2 separate regions of the Gossypium hirsutum genome follow, and region 1 is linked to region 2. A link is a contact called in public Hi-C data. All regions are on one chromosome and are shown on one strand. The core of a region is the stretch at or near the end of the contact, and the rest is flanking DNA. Distances in the headings are between cores, read along the strand shown.

Region 1 (4,243 bases), core at 949-3,448, 210 kb before region 2:
AATAAAAGATAAAAGAATGATAAAAAACCATATATAAAAATACAACTAAATAAAAAATTATTTGAAACATTATCGATGAAATTAAAAAACTGGAGAGAATATTAAATGCAAATATTTGAAGAAAAAAGAAAAAATAGGAGCAATAACGTGACCTCAAACTACCCTTTCATTGACCACGGCGTCGGCGTGGAATGGTTGGTTGGTGACAGGTTGGAGCCTGGAAAGACGACATTCTAGTTCTCGTAAAACGACAACTTATTAAAAAGAAAAGCTGCTCACTTGATCATCGAGAAATGTGATCCCCCAATTACCCCCTTTCTCCACCGGCTTTTCCCGGTCACTTCCTTTTCATCTTTCCCTCCATTCGCCCCTTTTTTTTTCCTTTTTATTTTTTATTTAATAATTTCTTAAATTTAATTTACAGTTGAAATATCCGATAACTCTCTCTATTCTTCAAAAATTTAGAATTTAGTTCTTATATTTTTATTTTCAAAGATTTAATCTTTTTTACTTTTTAGATTTCTAATTTTAGATCCAATCAAATTTTCAGAAGCGAACTGGTCCGGCTACCGATTTATCGGTCCAATTGATCTAATTGATTCAATTAAAAAAATCATAAAAGTAAAAATGTTAAAATTTTGGTTCAACTGCTTGGTTTTACTTGTTTGTACCGATTCTTAAGTCAATCGATTCAATATCCTTATTTGGATCGATACTCGATGGGTCTAATTGGTTCAATTAAATAAATTATTAAAACAAGTTTATTGCCCGTTTTAACAAGTTTGTATCAATTCTCAAGTTAACTAATTTAATGTCCTTCAGATTGATACCTCGATCAATTTTGTGTCCAACCAATCTAATCAACTGGTGCAGTTCAGTTCAAACAACATTGGGTCCAACTGTTAACACTATTATCATTTTTAAATTAATGGTAATTATGATACTATTTTTTAATTACATTATTATTATCAAGTAACTTTTTTATTTTAAAATGTTGCAGAAAAAAATTAGAGTTAATTGTACCAATTATCCCCAAAGCTATGACCCTCATTCTAAATTAGTCCCTAAACTTCAAATCATTTTATTTACATCCCTAAATTATTGAGGTTATATCAATTAGGTACTTTTGTTACTAAAATCATTAATTTAAATGATAAATGACATGCCAAATATTATGTAACATAGTTTAAAATGAAATTTTAAAAAATGAATATTATAAAAATAGATATTTTAAAAATATTAGTTTTAAGGTTTCCAAAATTTGTATTTTTCGCTTTTTTTTTCCAGTTTTACTTTAATTTTAGTTTTTGTACTTTTAAAAGTTATGCGACAAAGTTTTATTTCTTTAAATTTTTTATTTTAAATTTAGCTATGTAATATTTGATGTCTAATTTAATGGTTAAATTAACAATTTTAATAACGAAAGGACCTAATTGACATAACATTAATAGTTTAGATATGTAATTAAAACTAAAGCTGGCAAATAGGCTCGAGCCCGAAAGCTTACCTATGCTGATTTGAGCCCATAACAATTTAAGTTTGAGAAAGCTCAAGCTTGCAATAGATTCAAACTCAAGAAAAATCCAAGCCTGAGCCTGACAAAGCCCAAGTCCATAAGAATCAGAGAAAATCGAAACTGTGTTCTTATCTTATAAAAGTAAAATGAATTATTACATTAAAAAATTAAAAAAATTATAACTTACAAAAATTCAAAATTATTTAAACCCATCAAAGTTTGCTGGCTCGAATCTAAGCTCGAATTTGAAAAAATTGAGCCCAAAAAATTCTAAGTTTGAAAGAGCTTGAGCTTGAGAACATCGTAGTTTGAAAAATTTCGAGCCCAAAAAATCAGAGTCCAAGCTAATTTGGACCTAAAAAAAATCTAAATATGAAGAAAGCCCAATCCGAGCCAGCCCGTTTGCCTCTGTAATTAGAACGTTTTGGAGTTTAGGACCAATTTAAAATGAAAGTAATAGTTTGGGGTTTCCTGGTGCTATTAACGAAAAAATTTAACGGTTGGACCTGATTTTAAAAATCTGAAAAGTAAAAAGATTAAATTCTTGGAAATAAAAGTATAAGGACTAAATTCTTAATTTTCAAAAAATACAGGGAGTTATGACAAATTTTAACCTTCACCGTACACTGACAAATATACCCCACATTTACTAATATATTATTTTTTCTGTTCAATTTCTCGTTTCAAATAATTTTTATTTTTCATTTTCTCGTATCCTCACAGAGTCTTCTTCTTCTCTTCGTGTCTTGTACACTGCAGTGAAACAGAGGGAAAAAAATCCTCTGAAAAACAAACCCTAAATATCTCTTTTTTATTTTTATTTTTGTTATTTCAATGGAGTACCAAAGAGCTTCGGCTGCTACATCTTTCAGTAAGAAACTTAGTAACGGCCATAGTTTCAATGGTAAAAGCTTGTACGACGGCGTTTTCGGTGGTCAAACCAAAGTTGGATCGGCCGTTGAAGATTACGCCGAGATATTCGGCGGTGGTTCCGGTTCTTCGATTCCGTTCCTCGATGTCCCTGAACTGAACCAGAGGAAGTTCTCCGTCGAGGTTTCTAGCTCGAAGCTTGATTATTCCAACATTTTTGGTGGTTTTGGGGATGTGGATTTTGCTGTTTCTCATGAAGAATTCGTCGCTAAACCAACTAGAGATAAAAAGTAAGTTCATTTTATTTATTTTTCTTTTTGATCTTCTATTTAGTTACTAAAATATGTAAATATGGTGTTAGGGAGTGTTTGGATGTTGAAATATGTTTGTGTTTTCATGTATAGGTAAAACCTTGATCTTTAAGAGCTTGTTTGGTTTGAGAATAGTTGTGTTGAACCTTTGATCTTTGCATTTAATGTTGAATGCTAAATTCATTAGAAAGTGGTAGCACTAAATTTAACACGTTAAATATTGTGATTTTTTTTCTTTATTTATATGAGGAAAGATCTAGCATAAATTAGATTAATTTTGTAGGAGACCAGCTAAGACGAAATCGCATTCGGAAGGGTCGTTTTCGTATCCTTCAAGTAATCGAGTTGTGTCAAACGATGAGGCTTCCCATGGATCAAGTAATGGTGTGAAGCAGTTCAAAATGTCGTATAATAAAAGTAGCCTCGGAAGCAAAAATGGGACGAATGGAACAATACATGTAGCTGTTCCTGGTTTCACTTGTGTTGTTGATGAAAACATAGCTCCGCCGAGGGAGGACCCGGTTTCTTCTGCTGTAAATGAGCCTTATGGCACTGAAAAGTTAGGTGGGGGGAAAGGGGATGATGGTGTACATTGTGAGAAACCAGCGTCTGATGTTCAAGCTTGTGGTGTTGGTAAGGAGACTTTGAAAGGTGTGGATCAGTTCCATAGCGAGCCTAAAAGTAATGGGTCTGATTGTAACGATGTTCTATTTGGGACCTATGATTTTGGCCGTGGAACACCTCCTTCAAAAGTGAAGCGAGCTTCAAGCATGTCATATAACAATGGTGTTAATAATCGTGATTCTTTGAAGTTTGGGGTTCCGAGGAGTCAATCTTTGGATTGTGATATGGGTGTTTCTTCTCCCCCTTACTTTGATGATGAATTGGATGTGAATTCAGTTGCAGCTACTTCTGCTGCAGCAGTGAAGAAAGCAATAGAGGAGGCTCAAGCTAGGTTAAAAGTTGCAAAAGAAATAATGGAAAGAAGAAAAGGTTATATGGGACGGGTCAAACCCCGATCTAATGGTAGTTCGACTAGTGAGGAGAGAAAGAAGAGTAAAGATACTGTCAAACAAAGTAATTTCAGGGAAGATAAAGCTCAGGAGACTAGTGAAAAGATAGTAGCTTCTCAGCAAACTTCTGATGGAGTAAAAATGCAAAATGTGATCAAAGTTCACCATGTGGCTGCTGAATTAGAAGACGAGAAGAGAGGTTTCGTTGCAAGAGAAGCTGCTGGAGAAACATGTGCAAAGGATTTCATATCTCTGCAGGCTGATTGTAGACAAGATGAAGTGGAGAAAAGGGAAGCCGCAAAAGACGGAGAAAGGGAAAAGGATGTAACCCAGGATCTGAATGAACATGAGGGAGAAGAGAAGACAACCTTCGACAAACCAGAAGAATATAACGAGGAACCAGAAGTTGTTGGGGAAGCTACTGAGCTGAAGAAGAAAATAGATGAATCGAGAGAGTTTTTTGATAACGAGGAATGTCTGCATGAATCAGTGCCTGATGTAGAGTTTCATGATACGAAAGAAGATGAAACTGA
Region 2 (3,728 bases), core at 699-3,198:
AAAAAATGCTTACTGAATTCATTAAAAAAATATAAATTTATAAATTAATATAATAAAATTACTTTTTTGACGGAACTTATAAATTATAACCTTGAAAGTATAATTAGACTGACCATAAAACAATCTAAACTGTTCAACCCAAATCGATCTGAACTTGATTTAACCTGAATCAAAATGACTCGAATAAATAATCAAAATTAATCCAAACCCGTAATGAAACTATCGAAAAGTTCAAGCCTCAAACTCCAAAATAACCTGAAAATATCCTAAACCTCAAATAACTTGATCAAGATTAATCATTACCTAAACCAATTTTGTTGTTTGGTGTTTTAACAGGTATCCAACAGACTCTGTGAAGCTAATGTTGTCATCACAAACAGGGTTGACCAAGAACCAAGTATTAATTCTTTTATAATCTTATTTAAACTTTACCCACAAATTTATCAATTTGTTTAAGCTTCAATTGATGTTGTTGTTAATTTCAGGTATCGAATTGGTTTATAAATGCTCGAGTTCGGCTATGGAAACCAATGATTGAAGAAATATACAAAGAGGAGTTTGCAGATTCTCCACAACACGTCTCTCATGATCTTATTGAGGGTTGATTCAAGCAGTGGGAAAAAAAATTCTGATCTTTCTCATGATATGATTTAAGACTTGGTTTTTGTTGAGGAATCGACTCTTTCGAGAGAATTTTTGAAGTGTCATGTGTCGGGTATTCAGCCAATCCCTAAACAATCGAAAGTATTATTCCTTGATGGGGGGTTTTGTCTCCTTACTGTGCCGAGAGTCAATGTTCCATGAGCAGCTGTCTAGTGGGCCTGATTCACAGAGTTGAAGCATCTCAGTTGGTAGACTTACAAGACTCAAGGTCTAAAGGAGAGATGTTAGTATAGAACGTATAAGCCACTTACCTGCAATTGTGATACCATTTGAGTTAAGTGTCTTCTAGGCCTTAGGTTGGTGTTTGAGTCCTCTTGTATGCAAGTGAGCTTTAATTATTACACATCTTGTACTAACATATTTTCTTTAAGTTTTGTAAGTACACAAATCAATGCACTCCCAACTTTGTGTACTTAACTAAATCCAAATATTTAACGAATTCAAATATCTAACGAATAATTTAATTAAGTACTAGCTTACGACACTATTAGTGTAATAATATAACTTAAATAATACTTGGTTGACTTGTGAGAACTCAATTAAGGGTTTATTATATGTATAAATAATAATGATTAAAATAGTAATACTCGAATTCAATATAATTTCAGATTCAAAACATATTTGGGAATTCAGTTTTCATAAAAAAAAAGCATAATGATAAATAAATCCATTAACATTTACAATTTTTGTCAATTTGAACCTTATTCTTTTTTTAAGCTAAATTTGACCCCGACCTTTTAAAAAGAATTAAATTTGGCCATCAACCTTTAAAAAAATCGGGTTGTTTTTTTTTTAACAGAAATATTGACAAAAATGTTAATTTTTTAAACATTGTAACCTGCATGACAATCCAAGTATACTTCATGCTTCTATTTTAATGTTTTAAAATTTTAATTTGTTTTTCTTTTTTTAATACTTTTATAAATTTTAAATTATTTGTTGACTATGACATATAAGACAAATAATGCCATGTTAGTATGAAGTACACGTGGACTGTTATGAGAGTTGTCACACCGCCACTAAAAAATTAATGTTTTAGTCAAAATTTTTGTTAAAAGAAAAAACAAATTAACTACTTTTGAGAGGTTAATAGTCAAATGTAGCTAAAAAAGGAATAATGATCAAATTGATAAAAATGTAAAAGTTAAGGGTTAAATTTATTATTATGTGTAAAAAAATTACAAAAGTAGAACAAATGGGCTTGTTGAAGGGCCATGTTGGGCTTTTAGGCCTAGTATTCAAATGCAAACTATTACTTGAATGGGCATTCGTTAAACTCAAAATTCTCGGAGGGATAAATCCTTGTACTCCCTACTCAGTTAAGTGATAATGCTGCTCCGACGACTGCCTTCCACCGCTGTTTCCCTCGCAACCGCCGCTCTATCCCGGCGTTCCACTTCTTACTTGTTATCTTCTCAGCGACGCCTTCAATCCTTCAATTCAATCTCCTTTTACCCTACACTTAGCTTCCGTTCCTTTTGCTCGACCTCCGAAATATCACCGGAATTTACCGACTTAATCACAGATCAGTCCTCCAAACGCGTAAAAATTCCACTCCTTTTCACTTATTATTTTAATATTTCTTTTAAAATTTATTTGGATTGATGTTTAATTCAGTTTTGGTTTCTTATAGGGACCTCTCAAACCTGGACTGTATCTCGTCGGAACACCTATTGGAAACCTTGAAGATATAACTTTACGGTAATTTATTTCTATTCTTTTAGTTTATTTTTATTATATATATATGTATATACCTGTGAATCTTGACCTGATGTAGGGGCGTAAATGAGATACATTGTGCTTGCAAGCTCGAGTTTGACTAAAAAAATCTTAAACCTGATTAGATAATTATCGAGCTGAGCTCAAGTTTGAGCTATCAATACAGCCGAATTCAAACTTAGTAATACTTCACTCGAACTGTTTGCGAGTTATTGAGCTTAATTATTGAGCCAAGCTTGAGGTTGAATATGTACGAGCTTCTTGAATATAAAAATTAGTAAATGAGCTTAACCGGGCTCGAGACAGCTCGATTATATCTTGAGCTGAACTCAAGCTTAAAAATAAATGTTCGATCAAGCTTGAGCCGAGAATAGAGCTCCGAATTTCTAGTCAAGCTCCCTAGTATTTGGGATCAGCTCAGCTCAAGTACAATCTCTAACTTGAAATCAAAGACCGGAGCCAATCAATCCGAACTCAAACCCGAACCTGTCTAACACAAAGTCAAATGATTTGAACAAGTAACTCAAAAATACTAGAGCTTGAACTGAGCAAAACTTAAAATGATTCGAAGTTGTTGTTATCTGAACCAAAAATTTGAACCGGCCATAATCTAAAATGGCTCAAACTTAAAATTGATACAAAGACTTAAAAATTTTAAAACTCCAATCAATCTGAGCCAGATTGATCCATCCAAAATCAACTTGACCCATCAAATCGATTGGCCTATAACTATCATGTTATTGGTGATTTCATCAATGCAGTGCTCTACGGGTGTTGAAATCAGCTGATGTCATACTATCGGAGGACACGCGGCATTCTGGGAAGTTACTTCACTATTACAACATCAAAACACCTCTTGTAAGTGAGATCGAGCCAATTTTTTCCTTGATCAGTTTGGTACCTTTTGTTATGTCTTTCAACAATTCTGATTGTGTGGGTTTTAGAATTTCAGCTAAGCTATCACAAATATAATGAATCTCAAAGAGAACACAAAGTTTTAAAGAGGTTAAAGCAAGGGGAGATTGTAGCCTTAATCAGTGATGCTGGAATGCCAGGCATTAGCGATCCTGGTACGGAACTGGTTAGTTTTTGCATCCCTATTGGCTGAATTCTATAGAAAGCTTGGTCTTTGATTAAGAATGCAACTATTGATGTTTGGTATCGTGGTTTAGGCAAAGATATGTGTGGATGAAAACATCCCTGTGATTCCAATTCCTGGACCATCTGCCTTCTTAACTGCTCTTTCTGCCTCTGGGTTGTCCACTGATGAATTCACATTTGGTAGCTCATTTGTAAATTATTGTGGTTGAACATGCTTCTTCTGCAAATTCTTGTAAAGTTAAGAC

The links. A called contact is a pair of places that touch in the nucleus more often than the background predicts.
Region 1: a contact with region 2 is called in a Hi-C map of leaf, with 1.7 times the contacts expected there. The contact joins the promoter of LOC107935080 here to the promoter of LOC107935092 in region 2. A contact is called at or near these places in 2 of 34 Hi-C or Micro-C datasets (callus and leaf).

What each region holds. Positions count from the first base shown.
Region 1 is chrD06:682,061-686,303 of Gossypium_hirsutum_v2.1, reverse strand. LOC107935080 (auxilin-like protein 1) reads left to right here and starts at 2,198. Exons shown (of 8, transcript XM_016867634.2): 1 at 2,198-2,676; 2 at 2,981-4,243. The coding sequence starts at 2,351.
Region 2 is chrD06:476,883-480,610 of Gossypium_hirsutum_v2.1, reverse strand. It overlaps LOC107935092 (ribosomal RNA small subunit methyltransferase I), which reads left to right and starts at 1,948. Exons shown (of 11, transcript XR_001694136.2): 1 at 1,948-2,205; 2 at 2,297-2,364; 3 at 3,144-3,240; 4 at 3,335-3,463; 5 at 3,555-3,663. It overlaps LOC107935058 (BEL1-like homeodomain protein 11), which reads left to right. Exons shown (of 4, transcript XM_016867603.2): 3 at 337-397; 4 at 486-1,110. The coding sequence ends at 605.